Linked DNA regions of Mus musculus: all the other regions are linked to region 1. The links are chromatin contacts, called in public Hi-C and HiChIP or PLAC-seq maps. All regions are on one chromosome and are shown on one strand. Each heading gives the region's core, a stretch centred on a gene start, on an enhancer-like site or on the middle of the called end of the contact. The rest is flanking DNA. Distances are from core to core; before and after follow the strand shown. Region 1 overlaps Gm27008 (a long non-coding RNA gene). Region 2 holds the start of Kcna2 (potassium voltage-gated channel, shaker-related subfamily, member 2). Region 3 overlaps Gm38712 (a long non-coding RNA gene).

What was found. A called contact is a pair of places that touch in the nucleus more often than the background predicts. HiChIP or PLAC-seq counts read pairs in DNA pulled down with a chosen protein or histone mark.
Region 2: a Hi-C map of CD8 T cells shows a contact between it and region 1, with 2.7 times the contacts expected there. The contact joins the promoter of Kcna2 here to the enhancer-like site in region 1. A contact is called at or near these places in 7 of 39 promoter capture datasets (3T3-L1-derived adipocytes, the HPC-7 cell line, cranial neural crest and 3 more), 1 of 484 Hi-C or Micro-C datasets (CD8 T cells), 2 of 115 datasets of contacts at active chromatin or transcription factors (CD8 T cells and embryonic forebrain) and 1 of 9 other capture datasets (adipose tissue).
Region 3: an H3K27ac HiChIP or PLAC-seq map of regulatory T cells shows a contact between it and region 1, with 2.6 times the contacts expected there. The contact joins two enhancer-like sites. A contact is called at or near these places in 1 of 15 datasets of contacts at CTCF or cohesin (CD8 T cells), 3 of 484 Hi-C or Micro-C datasets (the C2C12 cell line, nephron progenitors and regulatory T cells) and 4 of 115 datasets of contacts at active chromatin or transcription factors (CD8 T cells, SST interneurons and regulatory T cells).

What each region holds. Positions count from the first base shown.
Region 1 is chr3:106,971,346-106,976,388 of GRCm38.p6, reverse strand. All of the region lies in intron 1 of Gm27008 (a long non-coding RNA gene), which reads left to right. Among named protein-coding and RNA genes, the nearest start is that of Gm27008, 7.7 kb to the left of the region's middle. Within about 2 kb of position 2,093, at least 13 of the 459 cell types and tissues checked have an H3K27ac peak or open chromatin away from gene starts, as enhancers often do. A contact at or near this core is called in CD8 T cells and regulatory T cells, where this site is marked.
Region 2 is chr3:107,098,808-107,103,850 of GRCm38.p6, reverse strand. It overlaps Kcna2 (potassium voltage-gated channel, shaker-related subfamily, member 2), which reads right to left and starts at 2,284. Exons shown (of 3, transcript NM_008417.5): 1 at 2,092-2,284; 2 at 340-667.
Region 3 is chr3:107,074,241-107,079,283 of GRCm38.p6, reverse strand. All of the region lies in intron 2 of Gm38712 (a long non-coding RNA gene), which reads left to right. Among named protein-coding and RNA genes, the nearest start is that of Gm38712, 16 kb to the left of the region's middle. Within about 2 kb of position 2,508, at least 46 of the 459 cell types and tissues checked have an H3K27ac peak or open chromatin away from gene starts, as enhancers often do. A contact at or near this core is called in CD8 T cells and regulatory T cells, where this site is marked.

The DNA of each region.
Region 1 (5,043 bases), core at 844-3,343:
AGTGGCTGCTTTCATTTTGGTTTCTTTCTATCCCCAAATAACTCTCTGTAAGTATTTTATTTGGCTGCTGTGTTACCTCGGGAGTGACAGTGCTTGTGGTGTCTCTCAGGCACCACTGACAGCACCTGTTTTCATCTCAGAAAGTCTTTCTTTGACATGGAGCGGAGACAAAGCCTCAACATAGTAGATCTTTATATACATATGTTTGAGAGCATCTGAGAGAAGTTATGTCTCTCAGCCAGAATTTGCTCCTCCTTTTCCTTTTTACTCTTAAGGCAAATAACATCTTAGACACTAGACGATTAGTTCTGTGTTGGCTCATGAGTTCTATAGGTACCACAAAAGGGACTCACAAATATAATCTCTATCCTCCAAGATTCAGCCATCTTTTGTCTGTTCACTTGTGAAAATGTGACTGCAGGAAATGGATGGGGAGATGAGGAGGCAGAAGGCTGAGTTATTAGCCTCTGATTTTCCAGGGTCAAAACTAGATTGTCCAAGAGAACAAGGTACATTGAGAGGTACCTAGGCTCTGGGTAAATAGGTGCAATGGGGATAGCATTGACCCTGAAGGATGTTTGAGTGGAAAGCTACCCTATAGTATTGAGCCAGTTAGTTCTGAGACCAAGACCAGAGTCATATGCTGAGACCCCAACAACTAAGACCTCACTGCCTACAAGGCTACTTGGGATTATGTGATTTAAGTCACACATCTATGCTCTGAGGTGGTCTTGGCAGGATACTGCTCCCTCTCCCTTCTTCTCTTCCCCCATCTCTCTCTACCACATCTTAGCTCTTTCTCATCTTTTCCCTTTCCTTTCCTTTCCTTTCCTTTCCTTTCCTTTCCTTTCCTTTCCTTTCCTTTCCTTTCCTTTCCTTTCCTTTCCTTTCCTTTCCTTTCCTCTCCTCTCCTCTCCTCTCCTCTCCTCTCCTCTCCTCTCCTCTCCTCTCCTCTCCTCTCCTCTCCTCTTTTCTCTTTCCTCTTCTTTTCTTTTCTTTTCTTTTTCTCTGGCAGTACCTGGAATTGAACCTATGTTACCACACATACCATGCAAACACTCTACCACTGAACTGCAGCCCAGCTTCCCTCATTCACTTACATTTACTGCTTTAAAGTACAGAAAGATCTACTTACTTGATCACCCTCCATTTTGCCATGACAGATCATATCCAAAACAAACAAATAGGAGCTAGGAAGTGGTTATGGGGCTGTCTCTAGGAGAAGAGTCCTAAGAATCTCAGAGGAATTCTAGAGGGTGAGACTGCATTGAATTTGACATCAATGATGATAACAAACCTTTGTCCTGGGGCCTATTATGTATGTGTCTATTATGTACTTTAAAAGTTCCCCTCCCCATTGACCCATTAACCATCAGGGTGTGGTCTCCATGAATTCCTTGATCTAGGGCAGAGATTCTCAACTTGTGGGTTGACTCCTTTTGGGAGACTAAACCTTTCACAAGGGTCAATATCAGATATCCTGCATACCAGATATTTACATTATAATTCATAACAATAGCAAAATTATAGTCATAATGTAACATTGAAATAATATTATGGTTGGGGATCACCACCACATGAGGCACTGTATTAAAGGATCAACGCATTAGGAAGGTTGAGAACCACTGGTCTAGACTGAGTGTAGACAGCTGACTACATGGCTATCTATTTTCGTCCTCTCTTGGCCTCAGCCTGGCAGACTTCTGGGCTATCAGAAGTGTTTCTAAGCAGAAAGTGAGAGGGGCAGCCTCCAGTACAGAACTGTCGAGAACATCTCTTAAGAGACAGGAAGAGGTAAGTGGGAAGTCTTCACATCTGAGCCTTTCATCTCACTGATTAACGTTTCTGATTGAGTTAGCCCTCTATGTTTCTTCCTCATCCAGTCAAGAATGGTTTGTTTCTGTTTTTTTTCTACCTGTTTATAAGAGAGCACAAAGAAACTCACCCATCTATTTTATATCTGTACATTGAGTTTCTCAGTATTGTCCAGGATTCCCTGGTCCACAATATTTTAGCAGCTATGGGAAACACTGCTAGTAGGTAGGCTGGGGAGCGTGGCTGTGAATGTGAACCTTTTGTTAAGCTGTATAACCCCTTCCTGCCTCTCTGTGGCTCTGAAGTTCTCACTTCCTTGTACTCTTTCTCCTTCCAGAGTCTCCCATGCTCACCCTGTCCCCTTCCAAGCCCCACTGTAACGAACTAATCTCATATTCTTAGGCTGAATTAGGATATAATAATAATAATAACAAAAGATGTGGGCTTTATAGATAGGCTGTGTTCAAAGCTGTGTTCAAAGCTGTGTTCAAATCAAAGCTCTGCCATGTAATTTGGAGCAACTTGCTCAGTTGACAGAACCTCACCATCAGCAACATTGTAACTGATGGAGCTGCTATGAGGATGAATTACAGCCTTCAGTGAGTGATTCCTCTTACCGTTATTGCTTGCTCATTACTTGCTACTCCTTAAACTTTCTTTTATCTTTACTTTCTAACCTGACCTGGAGTCAAGCTGAAAATGGAAGTTGAATATCATAGAGAAAATAGATCCAAGGATCCTAGTCTTAAGGGGAGACTAAACTCAGAAGAAGGACTCTCCAAAGATGACTCCTTTCCTTAAAGATTTACTATAAATCAGATTCTGTAGCATATTTTATGCATATCCTTGCTCAGCTCATAATATCCCTACAAAGAGATACTATTCTTCCACCCCACCATCTGTGGAAAATATTTGAAGAGGATAATTTAATATTCCTGTGACTAAACAAAGAATAGGTACAAATCCCGCTTGTTAACTCAGGTGTCTTTGTTTTTTATAAATTAAATATAAGAGATGCTTGGAATTAGGAGGAGACTAGACTGTTCCCTCCTGGTTCATCTTCCTAGCAACTTCTCACTGGGATCAGAGTATTTGTCAGGCTATGCTAGTAGTTGGGCATGTCCACATCTAGTCCTTTAGGTCCTATCCCAGTAATTAGAGGAAGGCATACAGGGTGTATAGGGGCAAGGAGAACACTATGGGAGAAGAGTTAGCTCAGGAACATGGGACTCAAGAATTACTCAGAAAGAGACAGAAGGCTGAAAAATGGTAGAATGAAAGCAAAATACCTGCACAGGAACATTTATTGCAAGTAATTTGCAAAGGCCTCATAGCTGAGCCCACACAAAAGCTGACCAAAAGTGCAATTTTCTAGAGTTAAGAAATTAGTCAGAGGACACAGAAGAGTAGCGGCAAATGAAGTATCCTGCTCCAAACTCACAAAATGAACATTAGGTGACAGAGACCTTGGCCATGAGGAGGCTGCAGATATCAATGTCTGAAGAAAAAAAAAAAAAAAAAGGGAACAGCCATTTCTGTAATGAACTCATCTTGGATCTGTGTGCTTCTCCACATTATTAAAGGACATCTATCCAGGGCCTTGGGAAAAGAATCCTGCTATCTCTTATACACCCTTGGATTGGGCCAGCACCAGAAAATGTCACAGGAGAAAGATATACAGAACAAGGTGGATTTCAAAGACCAGATTTGGAAATAGAAATGAAAGTAGAGGTCCCGTTTTATCGAAGACCCCAAAGTAGCTTTTATATCGGCCTCTCTGTTTTTTTGAGAGTGAAATCTGTCTCCAGTGGAAGGACCTCTAAGGCCTGATGAAACAGGGGACTGACCGTAGGCATTGCTGGGGGTGGGGAGGAAATGCTACAAGGTAAAAAAACATGTCATCCCCAGAGAAGAGCCAGGCCCAAGGTGGACACATGGAGACTGTAGGAGAGACATTGTGAGTGGTAGGAGTTAGGATTCATCCTGTCTTGGAGGCAGGAGTCTGGGGAGAAAAAAGTAGAGAACTCCCCCATCTTAATTGACCACATAATTCCTGGGTTTTCAAACTTGATTAGATTGTTTCTGAGAAAGAAACCTGCCTTAGTTAAAGGCTCCATTTTACCCCTCAGAACTTCTGTGCAGGACAAAGAATGCCCAATCTTGAGTGGGCGATGTTAGTGTGGCTACTAAGGTCGGGATCGCTTAAGAAAGCCACGCCATGTGAACCCTGGACACTTGAGCCCCTTTCCTTTCTCGTTCATGTGAGGATTTGGCTATGTCAGCCCTGAAGAGTCAGTGATAGCATACAAGATGTGCTACTGAAGGCAGGAGAAGCACATTTCTTCCCTGGGTACATCTAGTCTTTGCCTGGGCCCAGTTCTAACTCTCTTTCCCTTGTCCTGCAAAGTGGAAACACGTTTTTAACTTTCACCTTGGACACTCATTAACCCATCTCAAGAACATCTATCAGCCTCTGACAGGTGATCTGTAACCTTGTCCTAAGGCGTGATGCTAAGGAAAACCATGAACTATGGGATCAATACGCTGGAGAATCTTCACTTCCTACATCTCCTTGGGAGTTTGATGATCTGAAGAATTCTTAAAAGTTGAGTCACCCTTGAAGTCCTGGGACACTTTGATTAGTTCTGCTCCCCAGGTATTTATTGATAAATTCATTTTCCTCCTTTTTGGCTCTAGGGTACCACCAGGCACCTAATGTCTTAGAACATCCTCCTTTTTAGGTGCCTAAGGATGTGTAGAAGTAGAAAAGGCCTAGGAACCTCCAGAACTTTTCAAACATCACTGCTTTTCAAATATCAAACTGTTTCCAAGTTTCTCAGGGACAGGAGAGAGACTTCAGTTCTACATTTCTAAGGAGCTTTTAAGCCAGGAGTTCACATGCTCATGTGTGTGAGAGCATGCATGTACACACACACACACACACACACACACACACACTTTTTAAAAAAAAAGTATGGCAGAATAAACTGCCCAGATCTGAGTTTGTTTTTTTAATTTATTTTTTATTAGATATTTTCTTTATATGCATTTCAAATGTTATTCCGAAATTTCCGCATATCCTCCCTCTGCTCTGCTCCCTTACCCCCCCCCCCCCACTCCCACTTCTTGGCCCTGGCATTCCCCTGTACTGGGGCATATATAGTTTGCAAGACCAAGAGGCCCCTCTTCCCAGTGATGGTTGACTAGGCCATTTTCTGCTACATATGC
Region 2 (5,043 bases), core at 1,035-3,534, 130 kb before region 1:
CTGTACCATCACTTCTGCCACTAAAACTATTATCACCTTGTCACTTGTCTAGGGGTCAGTAGGGTTCAGGGAACAAACAATCTTTCAAGGAAGCTATAGAATGGCCTGCGCTAGGGGCAGGCGGCTGAGACAGGATCTTGGGTACCACACACATGCTGGGGACATAGCTGCACAGGAGGAGTGGAGAAGGGAGCCCTCTGCCAGGCACTGTGCTAATGTTTTGGCAATACCTGCACCAAAGGAGGTATTCATGGTAGGGTGTTTGGGACCTGGGCCTTGGTCACTGATGCCACCCCCATTGCCTCTATATGACTGCTACTAAGTGATTGTTTGATTTACCTGGCCAGGCAGGAGCCTGAGGTACTCTTCTTCGAAGAGCAGATCTGATGGCACAGATACACAAATAGGCAGCTCAGTCCCCGTCACATCTTCTCACTTGAGCTGGAAATAATGGTGAGTCATTCTGAGCAGGAGGGCAGGTCCTGGAGGTGTGCTCTAGGACTGGATGGGGCTCGAGGGACAGTGAGATGCTTGGCCAGGGGCGCGCACCACGACTTGAGGAGGAGAGTGGAGCTTGGGTCTGAAGCCTTTGGAAGGAAGGAGGCAAGATGCACAGCTCAGCAAAAGCCTGAGTCCTCCTGGCTGTCCTCCGGAGGTGTGACGTTGCCTGGAAAACACAGCAGCAAGGTGGGACCAAGGCTTCCAGGCAGCTGAGACCAAGACTTTTAAGGGCTCTGGCAGATCCCCTCAGGGCAAGTGACAAGCCCCCACATCTACTTTCCATGACACTTGTGAATGAGATCCACCACAGGAGCCTTTTCCTAACCTCTCCTGGATAACCATAAGCTTTCCCTTCCCATCAGCTTGAAGCACTTTCTCCCTAGACCTCAGTTGCCAACAGAAGCGACCCAGCTTTCTTGGTGTCAGAAGACATATCTCCCAAGAGGGAGGGTTTTCCTCTCTGACCTTAGCCATGTCCTGGTAAAGAAGCAATCCTTCCTCCACAACACACACTCCTTCCCAGCTAGAGAGGTCCCACAAGCAGCAAGATTGCCTCTGTAGAATGCCTAATAGAAGGGGTCGCTTGAACTTACTCTCCCTCCAGGATCCCTGGGCCTCAGGCCTTGCTCTGGGTTGGGTGGCATTTGAGCTGGGCAAGCACTCGACCACCGATTTCTTCCCAAGAGAAAATCCCTCACATCTCGGCAGGGAAGCACAGAACAAACGCTCAAGCTGCCTGACTGCGGGGCGGATTGGCTTCACATAGAGGGGGAGCCTAGAGAAAGCTGGCTTCCGGGCTGGCCCCCCGCCGACCCAATCCCGCTGGCCCCAGAGCCGGGGAGGGGTCTGGGCCCTCTCCCATCGCCCGGGGTTCCAGCCGGGATTCCGCCGGGCGCGCTCCCGCCGGAATCCGCTGGGCTGACCGGAGCCCACAGCCGCCGGACCGCTAGAGTGTGCCACCTTAACCCCTTCCTGCGCAGTGCGGTGGGCTCCCGCTGCGGGCCGGAGGGCAGCCTAGCTGGTGCCTGCGAGGTCCAGCCGAGGGACCACCAAGACTCCATCTCCACCTGAAACACAGGAGCCCGAACTCTGAGGGTGCAGAGCAGGCGTCGCCAGGCAGCTGCTCCAGATCTAGCTTCCTTTTAGGCTGGAGAGCTTCACGGCAGCCCACCACCCCGGCCAAGTGGAAAAAACAAGAGACTGCAGAGAAGCCCATTTTACTCCGTTGCCGAGAGGCAAATGCAACCAGGAGGACCCAAGTGACTCGGGTCCTACCCACCCACTATTTACCAGCGGTGGCTATGCAGTCAGCTGCACTTCCCATCACCCGCCAGCTCCAATCTGCGCCCTCCGCCCTATGTCACGCACAGACCACAGGGTCCCCGAGCCCATTCCATGCACTCTTCTGCAGGAACAAGTCTCCCCCTTAAGTCCCACGCAGCCGGTGCGGATCCACAGCCCTTCAGGCCGACATCAAGGGTCGGCACCACCTCGCCCACCCAGACTACCGTGGTACCCTGCAGCCCCTATGGGCGCTGCAGCCGGTCAGGGATGGCAGCATGCGCAGCAGAATGCCGGACACTGATTTACCCTTGCAGATGGGTACCAGAGCCTCCATGTTCCTGGGTGGCAGCCAGCACAGGCAGAACCCGGACAGCGGGCGGTGGCGGTGGTGGCGGCGGGGTGCGGGCGGCCAGCCGGGAGCCGACTCTGCAGTCCCGCGGGCGGCGCGTACGGAGCGCCCGGCCGCCGCCCGCAGCCGCACCGCGCCGCACCGCGCCACGCAGCGCCGCACCTGGCCCCGCAGCGAACTCGAATTAAAGGGGCCGGCTGGGGCAGAGCTAGCGAGGTGTGTCGCTCGCCGCCGCCGCCAAGCTGGCCACTGGGTTAGATCCCTGTGTCCCGGACCCCCACCGCAAAGAAAACACCCCATTCTTTGACAAAACCTAGCTTACCAAACAAAACTCCGCGCAGAGCTCAGCTGGGTACTGCCTGGGTCGGGAGACAGGGGAGAGGGTAGAAGTTGAGGAGCGCTTGAGAGGTTCTTGCCAACATAATGAAGTAGGCAGGATGAACTGATCAATACCATCCCAGGCCCGAGCGCGAGCCAGCCCCGAGGGAGATGTGTTGCTATTATTAAGATGCTGCCAGACAGAATCTGCAGACCCCAGTCCCCCCACTCCTGCCTTCTGCTTCTGCATCCCCGTTTCCTTCAGTACTCCTGAGCCCCACCTCTCTCTTACCCAGCACAGACTCGGTTTCCCAGGACAATACAGCAGGTGAGGGCCTGGCCTCAGTGTAGCAGAAACTCACTGCTGTCTTTGCCCCCCACGGGGTGGGGGTTGGGGGGAACTGCAGAACAACAGAACTGCAGGACTGGCTTCTAGCCTTTCTGACTTCCTTTCCCCAGGGCTCTGGACAGAGAGGGCGGAGGGACACACAGTTGCCCTTGGGAGAGCAGGCTCCTTACAAAAGCCCTTTCACAGATCTTAACACCACCAGCTGGCCCACGATCTCACCGTGGGGGTGCATGGTAGAGCAGGATATGCCCTTTGCCTCGGAAATAATTTGTATAGGAAGTTCTTGGCTTAGGTTGGGGATAGGAGTGTTTTAGGGGGTCCAGATTGGCTTGCAAACCTTGCAAAAGCTCCAAGCCTTCACTAGTACAGTTCTGCAGGCCCCCTGTCAGAACCGCCTACACGGATACTCCACAGAGGGACTCATTGAAATGAACTTCTGAGCTCTGATGTTCAGAGGGGCTCTGGTGTGTGAAAGACTCTTCCCTGGCCCTTTCTGCTAAGACAGTTCTCTTTATGCAAGTATCAGAAACTCTGAAAGCCTGCTTCCCTGCAAGGGAAGGTTCTAAGAGATTCGGCCATTTCCCAGTGGGAGCCTATAAGGTGGGTGAAAGATTGGACCCTACCTAGAGCTACAAAGCTAGAAGGCTTTGGTGGGCTTAGAGGGAAATCAATGTCTTGTAAGACCAGACTCGTTTGGCTTCTGGCTCCTGGAAGATTGGCTATGAAGATCGGTTGTCAATGCAGGATCCAGAGTCTAGCCTGGGTGTTTCACTTGCCAAATTCAAACTTCAATTTCTGTCAAGTTATTGGATAAGTAAATTTGCTGCAGAAGAAGCAACCTGTCAGTGGTAAACTGTGCATGAAGAGTTTATCTCTAACAATCACCTAAAAAACAATGGTTTCTGGTGCCCTGTCTGCTCTCAGATCTCTTAGGCTTCCGTTTGTGTTTCTCTTTGTACCTAACCACTGGGCTGTGTTTCTTATTCATCCTGCTTTCTACCGTAGTCTCAGCTATTCAGCAGAAACAACCTACAGTGCTCAGCTATGTACTCCTTCTGGATGGTTCCCCTGAGGGTCTCTGTTTCTCCCATTTGTCATGCTTATGTCCACTAAAGAGTATGCCTATAGTTTCATTGTCTTATTTATAGAACAAAAGGTATGGAGAGCAGGAAACCCTTGTGGGAGAATTAGTAATCATCGTAATTGGTGGCTTGTGCTTACCATGTGTCAGATGCTGTGCTGAGCTCCTGTGACCCAGCCCAACCTTCAGTCCTCATAGTCTTGTGACTTGCCTGTCAGTACTAGTCATTGGATGGGCCACAGAGGCAGAGGGAAAGAAGTGACCTGCACAAGGACAAGACGTGGTGGCTCTAGGTCTTGAATCAGATACCTGTGACTCCAGGGGTCCTGGGATCCGGATTCCCCCCTATATGTGTGTGCCCATGTGAGTGTGTGTGTGCGCCTATGTGTATGTCTATATGTTCTTGTGTGTTTGTGAGTGTGTGTATGTCCCTGTGAGTGTATGTGTGCCTGTGTGAGTATATGTATCTTTGTGAGTGTGTGTCCATGTGCATATGTGTGCCCATGTGCATGCGTGTCCCCTTGTGGGTGTGTGTATGTTCTCATGTATTTGTGAGTGTCTGTATGCCCCTGTGAGTGTGTATGGCTGTGTGAGTGTGTGTGTGTGTGTGTGTGTATAAGTCCGTGTGCCTGTGTGTGTGTGTGTTAATGACAAGTATCTTTGAATTTCACTTCTCTTTGGGATTTTCCTCTGGGCTCCACTTTTCTTTTGTCTTCTCATATGACATCCACTTTCCCTCTTTCCTTTAAAGTCTGACCTAAGTGTGAATGACAATGGAAAAAAATAACTAATGAAGGCAAAGAAGAAGAAAAGGCTATGGCAACAGCTCTTGTCCTGAACGGTCACTCTCTGGACACATTTGATAGTATCAGGGCTGGGAACAGAATAGTAGGAAAGAGAACATGGATCCAGTTCCCAGCATAGACAATTGTTAGCTGTGAGAACCTGAACTCCCAAATCCTTGAGCTTTAATCTCCTGATCTGTCAAAAAGGAAAGCAAAGCCCCCTCACTGTGGGACGGGCTAACCTAAGGGAGTGGAGAGCTAACTAGTTCCACCGGTAAGTTAAGCCAGAAAGGCTTTGATTTGATAGTTCCTCTTTTGGGTCTGCAGTTCTTAGTTTTGGTTCCAAAAGAAAACCCAGAGCGACCTGTGTTCCTTT
Region 3 (5,043 bases), core at 1,259-3,758, 100 kb before region 1:
TTTCTTCCTGGTTAATAATATCTGCTGTGTTTGAGATTTTTCCTGCTGCTAGTTGTTGCACTCAAGATTTTTCCATGCACTTTAATTCTTTAACTGGCAGAGAAAATAAACCTGATTAACACTCCTAGATTGTAACATTTGGATGGGCAAAAGGTTAACACCAGAGGTGGGGAACTTATTGCAGTGGTCCAGGCAGAGACCAGGGTATTAGCTATACAGTCTATAGGCTCTATAATCCAAGCAGACTGATGGAGCCTAGGAGTTGGTGGGCTAGATGATTGGAAAATTCAGAGGGATTCTGATATTCCTGTCTACAGCTCAGGACAGGCCTAGGCTGGATCTGCAAGGAGATCTGGAGGTCAGTGCAGACAATGCCTCTGTGGCAGGAAATTAATTGAGGCCTAGGAGCTAATAAAAGGGAAGAGAAAGACATGAGAACATATCAGGGCCAGGAAGAGAACAAGATGTCAAAGGCAAAGAAAGGATGGGCAAGAGGATAAACCTCAGAAGGAGAGATGTGGTCCTTCAGGTGGTGCTTGGCTGGAGTAACCGTAGTAAAGGGTTATATGAGTTAGACATTTAGCAAGAAAACATCTCAAGCAATGGCCAAAGGCTCTAAACTATCTATTTACAGGAACGGAAACAGGCAGAGGCTGGTAGTCTGGGAACTGAGAGTGTTCTATGTGGGGAGGGCATCAGCAAGGTACCAGCTATCAAGTATGTGGGGCATGAGAAGCAGGAAAGCTTACAGGCAGGGGTGAAGGTGGGTTACTGGTTGTATAATTGTCAGGGAGTAACACGTCCTCATCTTGACTTGGTTAATTGCAGGCATGAGGCCCTGGAGTGTTCCTAAAGGCCTCTGCCCTCCTACTCCAGTCCATCCTCCTTTTCTGTGTCTCAGTGTCAACCACCCAAAGTCCCTTCTGATGGCATTCCAGCCCTTCCTGCTGATGAGCACAGTTGTCAGAGCTGCAGAGGAAATGCTGAGCCCCACGTGTCAAGTGGCTTAGACTCAGCCTGACAGAACTGTGGATCATAGAAGGCTTTCCAGCCTGGAGTTTCCATTCTCTAACCACCCTGATGTTTTGCTATGCTGAGATTGAGGAATGAGTGAGCAGCTCTGAGAGGAGGCTTTGCTATATTCTGGATGCTAAAGATTGAGCAGGAGATGATTTGGGAAGCTGCTTGATCTAGGTCGGCCTTTGGCCAACTGAGTTAGAGTGGTTTGACTAAGGAAGTGACTGTGCCAAAATGGAATGAATCTAATATGCGCAGTCTTTCTCTTCCAACTCTTAACAACAGCCCAATATAACATGCATAGATGTTATAGCTCATAAAAGCTAACTTTTCTTTTAGTTACGGTTTCATTGCTATAAAGGAAACTCATATAAAGGCAAACTTAATTGTGACTGGCTTAAAATTTCAGAGAGGTTTAGCCCATAATGACCATAGTGGGTAGCATGACAGTGTGCAGACAGACATGATACTGGAAGAGTCAGGAGTTCTACATCTTGATCCAATGACAGCCAGGAGGAGACTCTCTTCTGCACTGGGCAGAGCTTGAACACTAGGAGCCATCAAAGCCAGCATACACAGTGACACACTTCCCCAAACAAGGCCACACCTATTCCAACAAGCCACACCTCCTAATAGTGCCACTTCCTATGGGTCAAGCATATTCAAACCACTGCACTTTATAAAATTATTTTTTTATTATGTTGATTTTAAAAACCCCAACATGTTCACCATATGCTCTTGGGGAATCCCTACCATGTTCTACGAGCCTCATCTTCCACTGGGGTCGAAGCAGAGTGTTGGATTTTAACCATTGCAAATTATGCCTCCATAATTTGCTAGAAGAGTGCTATGTGCGGAGTTAAGGGGAACATTGCAGATGTTGCCTGAATCTGCTATGGTGCTGATATGAGGCTCTATCCTTGGGTGTGCACAGATGTTATGCTTTTGTATGAGATGAGGAATATGCTTTCTAGCACAGTGTTTGTGTCTGTGTTCTGGCCTACCCTGACCCTGCAAGTTTGGCTTGTCTATCAGGTTTTACTTATCTTTGTATGTTGAATGTAGGGTGTCTCTAGTGGGTAGCTTATCTTCTGAATTGCTCTGTCAGTTTTGATGCCTAAATACTTGGTGGGTACACAGCATCTCTGGATACCTCTGTACTGTATGCCGTGATTGGTGGGTGTTCTTTGGTGGTAGTGGCAATGCTCTCTACCAAATTTGGCTGGACTAAAATGGTTTTGATGGGCTCAGCTTTTCCCAGGACCTTTGGTGATGAATCACATCCTGAGTTTGAGTGGACAGGCAAGTCCTGTAGCCAGGCCAGGACCTGTTTTTTGTCACCTAGCACCATCTGGGAGCCCTGTCTCAGGCATGGCAGCTGGGATGGATCACTTGGCCACCAGCAGGCCTCCCAGCTGGGACCGTTCTGAGAACCTGTGCTAGAGAAACTACATCTGTGATTCACCACTCAGGGGGAAAACCCAGCTACTGGGTGCAGCCTCAGCCGCAGTAGCTACGGAGAAGGGCCCAGAAGTAACTGCAAAGAGAAGATAGGCCACTTAGGCTTTCTCAGTTTCTATAGATGCATGGCATATTTTCAGTTTCCCCATTTCACAAAGGAAGCTGAAAGAAAGAGCTAGAACCTTTCAGCAAAGAGTAGAGCTCATAACTGTGGAGGGTAAAGCTTTTGGGCTGAGTCCTCAGAGTTACTCCTCAGACCCTCTGGAGCTGGCCCATTGGTGACTATCACCACACTCATGGTCCTCACATGGTGTTTTCACTTTGTTTTTGGTCCTCACAGGCAGCTACAGCCACGTTTATTGTCTGCACATACTATTTTGTGAACACTGAAAATTTTACACTCAGGAAATGGATCTTTACACTGGACCCATGGAAGATATCCTCTAAATATTAGAAAAGAGGCACCAGAAAGAGAATGGAACTTGCTTCATAACTCAGAACTTTGGATTCTTTGACCACGGGTTATCTTCTCTGAGGCAGTATTTAGCCAGGTGAGGTCTGCAAGTCACAGATGTTAAAGAATGACCTCGGGGCAGTCCCTGCAGGGATTCTAGTGAATAGGAAAGCTTTTCAAGACCATGGTGGGAAGGTATGGTAGCTGCCATATTATTCCTCATTAAGTGACACTGATGAGAGTGAGACACCTCTGTCTGGGTGGGCTAGGGGACTCTAAATGCCTTCACCTAAACTGAGGTAAATCCTTGCTGCTAAGGAAGCTCAGTGACATTGGTTCTGCTGTTGGATGAGTCCTCATAGCCTGGGAGTCCCTCTTAATCTGCACAGACCAAGTGTGAAAGGTAAGGCCCAAGCAGTGGACCTTGGTAATCCTGTGATCAGGCTGGAATGTGTTGGAGCATGCATGCATGCAATAAAGGGGCCAGAGTAGCAAAGTCTACAGGATAAGAACAGGAAGATGGTGTTGTGTGATCCTTGTAGCCGTAAGTGGTAGAACTGAAACCAGTAGATGGAAATCTCAGAGGGAAAAATTGTGATTCATCAGTGTCTTAGTCAGGGTTTCTATTCCCACACAAACATCATGACCAAGAAGCAAGTTGGGGAGGAAAGGGTTTATTCAGCTTACACTTTCCACATTGCTGTTGATCACCAAAGGAAGACAGGATTGGAACTCAAGCAGGTCAGGAAGCAGGAGCTGATGCAGAGGCCATGGAGGGATGTTGCTTACTGGCTTGCTTCACCTAGCTTGCTCAGCTTGCTTTCTTATAGAAGCCAGGAGTACTAGCCCAGGGATGGCATCACCCATAATGGGCCCTCCCACCTTGAACACTAATTGAGAAAATGCCTTACAGATGGATCTCATGGGGACATTTCCTCGAGGGAGACTCCTTTCTCTGTGATAACTCCAGCTTGTGTCAAGTTGACACACAAAACCAGCCAGTACAATCAGCAATGATCCTCTTTGATTGTTTTAACATGCAACATGTTAGCTAGTCTACTAGTTAGGATCCTAGGCTCTAGAGGTGAGCCAAAATGGGTTACTATTGGCAACCTTGCTCACAGATGTGCTTAGAGGAGTCTTTCAATGTAGGCTTCCAGAGTCATCTTGAAAATTTGCATTTATTGCTAATATGAATTGGAAAAATCTGTATTACAAATTCATTTTATAGGCTTTCTTGAAGAATATAAAAATCTGACAAGCTAGCTTCATCTTGCTATGTTCTAGCGAATGAGAGCTGGGTGGTAGCAGCCTCTTCTAGCCCTGTTCATCATAGGCACTGCCTCTACTTGTTCAATTTTAGGGAGGCCCAGAAGGCTGCTCCCAGGTATCTGCTCCCCTGTTCTAGTCAAAACTATGAATTCTGGAGTTCCCCTTTGAAACTATTCAATAAGGAAGCCAGTTTCCTTACCCAGGTATAGGATAATAATGTGATTCTTGTATAGGAAGACATCTTATAGAAAGGTGTAGCTCTGCCAGACACACCTGGGGAGAGCTCACTGGCTCTTGGCCGCTGGGGAGCTGTCCAACAGGGTGGAACTTGGTCTCGAAAAGATTTGATAGCGCTATCATCAATGTCAGGACTGAAGACAAAAATCTGGCTGAGAAATTTGGCTGAAAAGCAGGACTGAAAAGGAGAAACAACCACCAAGAATTTCTTAAATACACGGGCCATGTAAAATTCTCCTTGGATACTAAAACAAACAAACAAAACCCCCAACCTTTTCATTGATTCTTTGTGAATATCACGCCAGGCATCCCAGTCCTGCTCACCTCCCCATCCCCCCTGTGTCTGTCCTTTGCCCTTGAAGCTTCCCTCCCAAATTAAAAAAAAAAAAAACCACACACAAATGAACAAAAAATATAAAACAAAGCAAAGCATAGAAAACATCTCACTGTAGAAGCTATAGTGTGTTACTGTGTCTCACAGTATATCCCTCCATCCACACATTGTCACTTGCATGGGTCTGGTTCGAGGTCTCTGGCTTCTGTGACATCATCAATACTGTATCCTCACTGGGACTCTTCACTGTTATCCTGTTGTTGCATTG